Linked DNA regions of Sus scrofa: region 2 is linked to region 1. Evidence: chromatin contacts called from public Hi-C data. All regions are on one chromosome and are shown on one strand. The core of a region is the stretch at or near the end of the contact, and the rest is flanking DNA. Distances in the headings are between cores, read along the strand shown. Region 1 holds the start of RIPPLY1 (protein ripply1). Region 2 holds the start of CLDN2 (claudin 2).

Region 1 (4,814 bases), core at 2,230-4,729:
AGGGAAGTTCTGCAGTAAAATCTCCCCATCACTGTACAGGTAGTCAAAGGAGCGGGATTTAGGCCAGAAGAGCCTGTGGACAGAGAAGAAATATGGCCCCAACTTAGCAGGGTTCATATGTGCAGAGGGCTCGGTAGTGCCAAGAAGGAAGCCAGCTCCTAAATCCTTCCGCCTGCAGTAACCGGGTGAGAGGAAAAGGAAGAAAGAGAGCTTTGCGACAGAACCTTCTGGATTGTTACAACTGGGTTCCAGGCAGGAAGGTAATGTCTGGTGTGCTTAAAGCTATGGGAAGCCCCAGCCGCAAGCCTGTATCGGTCCTGACACTGATCCCACCCACCCACCCCCACCTCAGAAGGCCTTCAGCCAAGGATTCTCTAGCTCTCTGTCCTCCAACTCCTACTAAGGCTTTGTTCACTGACCCCTCCCTTGGGGCTCATTCTTAGGGGTCATTGACCATGACTCCAGGGACGGCAACCTTGGCCAAGTCCCTTAACCTCTCTGGGCTGCAGTTTCCTGGTCTGTGAAAAGGTGATCGCAGCGGTGCCTCCCTCCTCCTGCTTCACGGGGCTGTGGCTAATGGAGCTACATCAAGTTCTGAGCCTGGTGCCAGATGCTTACCTGACAGGATGATGGAACTCGGAGTCACCCTTGGTGACCTTGGCACCTGTTGCCTCACCGGCGGCCTGTCCAAAGCAAAAGCTAGCATGTGGCTCAAAGTACATGGCCAGATAACTGGCTCTTTTGTATCAGGGGTTAGGAACCTGCAGGTAAGTTGATCTGGAAGAGACCTTAGATATCTCTGGGGTCCAGCCCCCGCCCCAGCAAGGGGGTCTGTCCTGGTTGTGGTTGAAAAACAAGTGGATAAAGTCCGGGGGGGAGTGCTTTCCTGCCCCCGTTCTAACACCTGTTTGGAGACAGACCTGGGGACAGAGTTCTACTGGAGCAGCAAAGATGAGGTGGGGGCAGAGCACTGGGGCTGGATGCTGGGAGACTGGAATTCTAGCACCAGCTCCACAGCAGATGCGCTCTGGAGCCTGCCCACATCTCTTTCCTGCTCTGGGAATGGGTCTCTTCATCTTTCAAATCGCCCCAGGAACCTTGACTCTGCTTTCCTCCCTAGAGCTGTTGCAGGAATCGAAACGTGGGCAAGGCTGGGGAGGTGCTTTGCCGGATCTGCAGCCCTGCAAAGAGGTCAGAGGGCTCTCTGGAAGGGAGCTGCTCAGCATGAAGGCACGTGGCCATGGGCACATGCGACCGCGTGGAACAGGGGTTCAAACTCACCAGATCCGCAGGTTTCCTCACCTGCCTCCGGGGGTCACTTGCAGAGGACAGCCAGGGCCTCCACAGACAAGCTCCTCTAGGACAAGGAGGAGAAGTCAGTTGGTGGAGGAAGAAGAGACTGGATTGGGGATTGTGGGCCCCCTGAGATACATAGGAGGCCTGCCAAAAACTTGGCTCAGATTCCGCCTCCTCCAGGAAGACTTTCTTAAGGACCCTGAGTCCAGGACAATGTTATCTCACTGAGGATGATTGATTTACTTGTCTTAGAGCTTCTTTTTTTTTTTTTTTTTTTTTTTGTCTTTTTCTAGGGTGCGGCCCTGTCTGCAACCTACACCACAGCTCACGGCAATGCCAGATCCTTTACCCACTGAGAGAGGCCAGGGATTGAACCCGCCACCTCATGGTTCCTAGTTGGATTCATTAACCACTGAGCCGTGATGGGAACTCCCCTTAGAGCTTCTTAAGGGCAGATTTCTGTCCTGCTGTATCTGAATCCCCAACACCTACTAGCCTAAGGCCCAGTACACAGCAGGTGCTTCCCTCAATGCTTGGTGAAGGTTAAATGGTTAGAGGGATGAATGAGGGTTGGGCGGAAAAAATATCTTGCCCCCTACCTCCCCCTCCAGGCAGGAGAGCTCACAGTTCCACCATCTTCCTGGGCTGGGGAAAGGGGCCAAAAAAAAAATGTCTGGGTCCACCACCTCCCCACGAGACTTTAGAAGGTAGGAAAAAGAAAAAGGCAGTGAAAATCTTGTGATGTGGTCAAGAAAGAGACTGTCCCTCCATCACAGGCTTCTTGGGACTTTGGACCATGTTCCCCGTTCTACAGCCTAGGTCATGTTCGACCCAGGTTTCATGACAGTTCAGCTTTCGGCTTTGGCAGTGCCCCCGTCCCCGAGTCCCCTCCTGCCAGCCAGAGCGACTTGTGAGGTGACAAGCCATTTGAGATATTGCAGCCCGAGATGTGGAGCCCTCTGGGGGCTGTGAGGCTTTCGCCTTTTGCCTTTGCAGAGAACAAGGCACATCTAATGTCCCTTCCTCTCCCAGGAACCACACTAAGTCTGAGTTCAAGTTGCCCAAGGCCAAGTTCCACTTACCGTTTGCTTCCATCTATTTCTTGTCCAGAGGAGAGAAGGGACAATGGGCTTCCTGGGCCAGGGAGTGCCGGGGGGCTCTGCACTAGGGCTGGAGCTGGGGCCAGGGTCAGGGCTGGGGTGGGGGCGGCTGCAGCCTGAGTGGCAGAGTCCATCCTCTGGCTGTCACAGCCAGGCAGGCTGTGGGGGCTCCTATTTCTCAGAACCTCCTGAACTCCTTTGGCCTTTTCTGCAAGACCCTTTTATAAGGCCAGCGTGGACTCATAAATTATTCAGGGACCTGCAGGGATGGAATAGCTGGGACGACGACGAAGATTTAGGAAAAAAGGCTCACGCCGGGGAGAGCGGTGTTCCTGGGTGTGAAATCTCTCCCAGTTGAATAAACAGAGAGTCAGAGCGGGGTGAAGGGTTTTCTTTACCTCCAAGTCAGAAAGAAAAACACAAAAGGGGCAAATCGCACACCATTTGTGCGAATTCCCCAGGCTGCAGCAAGGCCTTTGAGGGGAGGGGGGGGAGGGCTCAGGCAGAGGAGGCTGGGGGGGGACGGGCCTTTAGCAGAGCCAGTTCCCAGCGACAAGAGACAGCTGAGCCGGCTCCTAAGGCAAGTGAGAGACTCACGTGTGATTTCAGCTCACACTCCAAATAGATTTCCCTGGTGGACCTGATATAGCGTCCTGCCCTTAAACTTATCACCCAAGGCCGGGGGGGGGTGGGATTCTGGGGGCGGGGAGCAGGCGCAGGCGCGGATGCCTGTCGGTGGGGATGAACCTTAAGTCTTCTTTCCACGCCTTCGCCTTTACTGGTTTGTTTGCAAAAGTGCCGGAATCCCCTGTCCAGCCTCAGCAGGAAGTGGTCCGGGAAAGGAGCGCAGGCAGCATTTTTCTAGGGTTTCCAGGTCAGATTCCAGATCTCAGAGCTCAGCTTCCAGTCGGGGAGCCAGGGTGCTGGGGGAAAGCAGAGCCCTGCCCAGCTGCGCAGCTGCCGAAGGGCCATCTCTGGCCCTGGGGCCTCGGGTCCCTCACGTGTGAGAGGAGGATGTGACCCCAGTGGTCCCCAAGGGCACCATCAGCCTGGACACTCTGTGACGTGGGCTGGGTAAATGGGTACTGACCTGGGGGCAAGCCCAGCGGCTCAGCCACAGTCCTTGACCTCAGCCAGTCTTCTGGGCCTTTGCCAGAAAGCTTCCAGTTACAGCTACTGGCAGGTTCCTTATGCTTTAGAGGTCCCGAAAATATGCCTCCTGACCTCAGTTGTCCAGCACCGGCGCAGATTTATTTAGCTCCTCAGATGCATCACAGGCAGATGTGTCATCGTCAAAAATTAGAAACCCCCTCAATGTCCAATAATAGGAAACCAGTTCTATTAATTAGGGTAAGTCCTTGCAACTGAGTACTAAGCAGGCACTCGCCATCATGTTCTGGGAAGTATGTTATCAACACAAAAGTAAAAATTAAAAAAAATTCAGATGCTAAAATAATATGAATAGGACTTTCCATTGTAGCTCAGCAGGTTCAGAACCTGACTAGGATCCATGAGGATGCGGGTTCGAGCCCTGGCCTCGCTCGATGGGTGAAGGATCTGGCATTGCTGTGAGCTGTGGTGTAGGTTGCAGATGTGGCTTGGATCCCACATTGCTGTGGCTGTGGTGTAGGCCGGCAGCTCTAGCTCTGATTCGACCCTTCGCCTGGGAACTTCCATATGCTGAGGGTGTGGCCCTAAAAAGCAAAAATAAATAAATACATACATACATAAATAAAATAGCATGAATAATTTGATTAAAGAGCTCTTTTTTTTCTCTGTTCGCCTACCCCCTCCCTCCCTCCAGCCTACTTCAAATTCCAGCCCCACTGTGTTTTTCTGTAGTAAGGAAAATTGGAAACCAGCCAAATGTCTCACTTTAGAAAGCCGGTTAAAGCAATCATTGAACAGTTATACAATTTCATATTCAAATTGGCTGGGTAAAACATTGGGGGAAAGTTAATATATTGAAAAGTGAAAAAAAAAGAAGCCTGTGCAATATAACTTAGAGTTACACAGTGTGCAGGGGCGGGATTGGGGGGAAGACTGGTTAGAAGAAAGGAGTGTGTGGAGTTCCCGTCGTGGCTCAGCAGTTAATGAACCCGACTAGGATCCATGAGATGCAGGTTCGATCCCTGGCCTCGCTCAGTGGGTTAAGGATCCGGCGTTGCCGTGAGCTGTGGTGTAAGTCACAGATGCGGCTCGGATCTGGCATTGCTGTGGCTCTGGTGTAGGCCGGCAGCTGTAGCTCCGATTCGACCCCTAGACTGGGAACTTCCATATGCTGCAAGTGTGGCCCTAAAAAAGCAAAAAAAAAAAAAAAAAAAAAAGAAGAAGAAAGGAGTGTGTTATAGTGGTCGGTTCTGGGAGTAAGATTATGGTAGGTTTTTACTTCCTTCTTCAGGCTTTTCTGAATTTTTC
Region 2 (4,988 bases), core at 1,152-3,651, 33 kb after region 1:
ATTTTTAATTTTTTTGTCTTTAGTCTTTTTGGGACTGCACCTGAGGCATATGGAGGTTTCCAGGCTAGGGGTCTAAACCGAGCTGTTGCTGCCAGCCTGTGCTAGAGCCACAACAACGCAGGATCCAAGCCTCACCTGCGATGTATACCACAGCTCACAGCAACGCTGGATCCTTAACCCACTGAGCAAAGCCAGGGACCGAACCCGCAACCTCATGGTTCCTAGTCAGATTCGTTAACCACTGCGCCACGACGGGAACTCCCCAGTGGACATTTTAAACAGGTGATCACTCTGGAAGTCTTTGAAGCTCTATGCTGCAAATTCAGATTAGGGAGTGCCATGAAAGGGTAGGCGGTTATATCTTGGGTGTGGACATGTTTGCTCAGGGACAGAGCCAGGACTGAGAAAAGGATGGGCTTCCAAGGAGGACTCACATTTAAGAGGTGATTAGAGGAGTTCCTGTCATGGCTCAGTGGTTAACGAATCCGACTAAGAACCATGAGATTGCAGGTTCGATCCCTGGCCTTGCTCAGGGGGTTAAGGATCTGGTGTGGCCGTGAGCTGTGGTAGGTCGCATACGTGGCTCAGATCCCGCGTTGCTGTGGCTCTGGCGTAGGCCGATGGCCATAGCTCCAAATGGACCCCTAGCCTGGGAACCTCCGTATGCCGCGGAAGCGGCCCAAGAAATGGCAAAAAGACAAAAAGACAAAAAAAAAAAAAAAAAAAGGAGTTCCCGTCGTGGCGCAGTGGTTAACGAATCCGACTAGGAACCATGAGGTTGTGGGTTCGGTCCCTGCCCTTGCTCAGTGGGTTAACGATCCGGCGTTGCCGTGAGCTGTGGTGTAGGTTGCAGACGCGGCTCGGATCCTGTGTTGCTGTGGCTCTGGCGTAGGCCGGTGGCTACAGCTCCGATTCAACCCCTAGCCTGGGAACCTCCATATGCCGCGGGAGCGGCCCAAGAAATAGCAACAACAACAACAACAAAAGACAAAAAGGCAAAAAAAAAAAAAGAGGTGATTAGAGAAAGAGAAATCTTGAAGAGAGTAAAATGAAAGAGACATCTTGAAGAGGGTAAAATGGAATAGCCAGATTGTGGAAAAAGTAGTGGGGTCGGAGGGTCTTCCAATAGCTGGAGAGAAGGATGACCCTTAATGTGTCGAAACTTGGTAAGAGTGGCAGGGGCTGGGGGGATGCTCACTGAACCCTGCAAAATCCCGAACAGCTCTGAGATGCTAAAGGCTGCCTCTTGCAAAGCCCTCTATTCTAGAGCAGTTATCTTTTCCTCTGTCTGTCCTGGTGCCCCTAACAGAGAGCTTAGGGAATGTCAGAACTCCCTCCAGGCCCTGGAACAATCTTTGCTCCTGAATCCTCCCACGTCACCTAAAAGGCCTAGGGATGGTGGGCCACCTCTGAGGAGGGTGGGCAAGAATTGTCGGGGTGGGAGTTCCTGTCGTGGCTCAGCAGTTAACCAAACTGACTGGTATTCATGAGGATGCGGGTTCGATCCCCGGCCTCGCTCAGTGGGTTAAGGATCCGGTGTTGCCGTGAGCTGTGGTGTAGGTGGCAAATGCGGCTCAGATCTGGCATTGCTGTGGCTGTGGTGTAGGCTGGAGGCTACAGCTCCGATGAGACCCCCTAGCCTGGGAACCTCCATATGCCGCGGGAGCAGCCCTAAAAAGACAAAAAAAGAAAACAAAAGAAAAGAAATCTGCGTGTGTTATACAGACAGGAGACCTCAGGCTAGCCTGTGGAGGAGGATTTGGGCAGGGCTGGGAAGACTTGAACTCTGAGACAGTGGACTGAAGGCTTTGTTGCCTGTCCCAACCTGCCCCAACCCTTTCATCATGGACAGGTTGACTCGGGCCTACATCATTGCTCTCTAGGCCTTTGGAGATTCGAGAGGTCTCTCACAAGCTGGAGTTCACGGCTCTATCTTGGGGCCTCTTCCTCCCACTCCAGTTTCCTGGAGTTTGGCCCCAGTGTGCAATTGAGGGGCCCTGTGGCACTGTTGCCGGGCAATGCGTTAAACAGTAGGCCTGGGAGACAGAACCGTGCCAGCCGACAGCCTGACCCGGAGTTAAACACAGTCCCCACGACCAACGCTGCCATCACCAGCTTCTCGGAAAGCAGCCACCCGTCTGGCCGCTGGCTTTGTCTGGCTGCCAAACTAATGCATGTGCCTACGCAGGAGGCGACGACATTTTGGCTCCACTTTCAAAGTTTTTTTTTTTTTTTCTTTCTCGTGTGTTATTTCTAAAGATAACAAAGGTCAAAAGGCATCCAGCATTTTCTGGTTTCTCATAAGCTTCTGGTCAATATTTAATCTGGTTTATGGATTTTTTTTTTTTTTTTAGGTCTTCTGGATGCCTTCTTGAGCCTGCTCGTGGCCACCCACAGACACTTGTAAGGAGGCGAGAGGTCGGCCTGGCGGAGACACTGTGCAATGAGGGATTAGAGGCCAGGATCCAAGGAGCAAGTGCTACAGCCGGGAGACGAGGGAACGGGCCCTGAAGACGCATCTACGGAGAGGTCGGCCATGGCCTCTCTCGGCCTCCAACTTGTAGGCTACATCCTGGGCCTTCTGGGGCTCTTGGGCACCCTGGTTGCCATGCTGCTCCCCAGCTGGCGAACGAGTTCTTACGTCGGGGCCAGCATCGTGACGGCAGTCGGCTTCTCCAAGGGCCTCTGGATGGAGTGTGCCACGCACAGCACTGGCATCACCCAGTGTGACATCTACAGCACCATGCTGGGCCTGCCTGCTGACATCCAGGCTGCCCAGGCCATGATGGTGACATCTAGCGCCATCTCCTCGTTGGCCTGTATCATCACCGTGGTGGGCATGCGGTGCACCGTCTTCTGCCAGAACTCTCGCGCCAAAGACAGAGTGGCGGTGGTGGGTGGAGTCTTCTTCCTCCTTGGAGGCCTCCTGGGCTTCATCCCCGTTGCGTGGAATCTTCATGGGATCCTGCGGGACTTCTACTCCCCCCTGGTGCCTGACAGCATGAAATTTGAGATCGGAGAGGCTCTCTACTTGGGCATCATTTCCTCCCTGTTCTCCCTGATAGCTGGGATCATCCTCTGCTTTTCCTGCCCACTGCAAGGAAATCGCTCCAACTACTACGATGCCTATCAGGCCCAGCCCCTCGCCACCCGGAGCTCTCCGAGGCCTGGTCAACCACCCAAAGCCAAGAGTGAGTTTAACTCCTACAGCCTGACAGGGTATGTGTGAAGACCCAGGGGCCAGCGCTGGCGGTTGGGGGGGGCTGGGTCTGTGAGAGCCAGTGGACAGCCTTCCCCCAGGGCCACAGGTGAGGGACATTGCCACTGGATTGCGCCAGAAGGTGCTGCTGAGGATAGACTGACTTTGGCCACTGGATCAAGCAAGGGCAGAAACGGGAGCTGCTGTGACAGCGTGCAGGTTGAACTGTCAAGATGCTTGCCAAGCCAGATTTTCGGTTCCCTTCATCTTGGCGCCCCGTTCCTCCCACCTTGAATCCCCAACTCTCCACTCTAAACCCACCCCCCACCCTAGGCCAGGCCCCAGAGGCGCCCCTCAGTCCTCTGGTTTACCTGAAACTCCAACCCCAAACCCACCAATCGCATCCCAGTGACTGACCTTCTCTGTGATCGAAGACCCTTCCTCTTGCTCGGGTTGGTTCTCAGCTCATTGCTGGGGGGTGGGGGTGGGAAGGAGACACGGTGGCTTCTATGGCCATCTGGCGCTAAGCTCCATCCCAAGCCTCCCTCCAAAGGAACTGATTGGCTAGTAAGTAATGGGCCCGGGAGCCTCCATCCCTCTCTTGTTATAACTCCACAGTGTCTGGACTGGTTTGTGTGTGACCTGAAATAAAGCCATCCCACAGTCCCAAGGGAACAGAGAACCAGTGGGTGTAGGATGAGAGGGAGGAGGGGGACCAAAAAAGACCAGAATCGCTGCCCAGGGAAAGCACAAGGAAAGAAGACATGGTGGAACGTTCAAGGTGGCAGCAGACACTGACTGTCCTGAGGAACTCCCTCCGAAGCTACTTCAGCTCCAACTTTCTCTGAAGCCCCTGCCTCCCTCCGACCAGGCATCCTGCTAAGGGGCCTATTCGGTGATCTCCTTAGAAACAGGAAACTGAGTTTTTTTAAGACACGGCTCTTGGCTGGGGGATGGCAGCATGGGAGCTACTGGGGACTTGAGAAGGATACCCCTCCTTGATGCTGCCCAAGAAAGAATAAGAACTTGGGTGTCTGTGAAGCTGGGTGGACACGTGTGGGAAGTCCAGTGGGTGTTTCTACGGGGCCAGAGGGTCTTCAGGGCCTAATGGAAAATCAGCCCGAAGCCTGGGATCAGGCCCCCAGGGGCTGCCCCCAGAGCACTACAGAGCCTCTGAAGGAACACAGCACCACACGGGCCCCCTGGCAGCCCTCTTCATAGTCTCCCCACCAGCCTTTACCAGACACGGCAGAGGTGCCAGGAGGCCCCCAAAGGCTCCCGCGTGGTATAATCCTGCCCAAGGTCCCATGGCCCACATCCGGGTGATACTTGAGCTGCAGTTGGGGCTGCCGTTGAGGAGGACATGTAGGCGATGATGCCCAGGTGGTCATCTCTAACGTGTGAAAAGGCCCCATTTCCCTGGGGGTGGGGGTGCAGGTGCGGGTGCGGGTCCCAACCAAACCAAAGGCCTTGTCCCCTCACCGGTTTGCACATGACCAGCTTCCAAAAAAACTCCAGGACCCCTCCCTGAACCTCCGTGCCGGCAGGAGGGGCCCATTCCTTGTAACATGCCTCTGCGCCTTTCTCGATTTGTTTTTGCCTCTATTTAAACTGTCGTAAGGGGGAGGGAGGGCCCTCTCCCCTTAGCCACGTCTGCCTCATGCCTGGAGAAGTTGCTCAGCACCACCTCCTCCACTGAGCCTCCTCTGACCACTCCATCCCTCTCCCACCCCTCCATCCTCCAACCCTGGATGTAAGAGTCACTCTTCGATGCTTAGCATTCACCATT

The links. A called contact is a pair of places that touch in the nucleus more often than the background predicts.
Region 2: a Hi-C map of liver shows a contact between it and region 1, with 12 times the contacts expected there. The contact joins the promoter of CLDN2 here to the promoter of RIPPLY1 in region 1. A contact is called at or near these places in 1 of 5 promoter capture datasets (liver), 8 of 47 Hi-C or Micro-C datasets (embryonic fibroblasts, liver, psoas muscle and 1 more) and 1 of 2 datasets of contacts at active chromatin or transcription factors (skeletal muscle).

Annotation. Positions count from the first base shown.
Region 1 is chrX:87,316,101-87,320,914 of Sscrofa11.1, forward strand. RIPPLY1 (protein ripply1) reads right to left here and starts at 3,480. Exons shown (of 4, transcript XM_013986325.2): 1 at 2,379-3,480; 2 at 1,303-1,357; 3 at 619-683; 4 at 1-73. The coding sequence starts at 2,530.
Region 2 is chrX:87,350,568-87,355,555 of Sscrofa11.1, forward strand. It overlaps CLDN2 (claudin 2), which reads left to right and starts at 2,402. Exons shown (of 1, transcript NM_001161638.1): 1 at 2,402-3,355. The coding sequence starts at 2,537. The coding sequence ends at 3,229.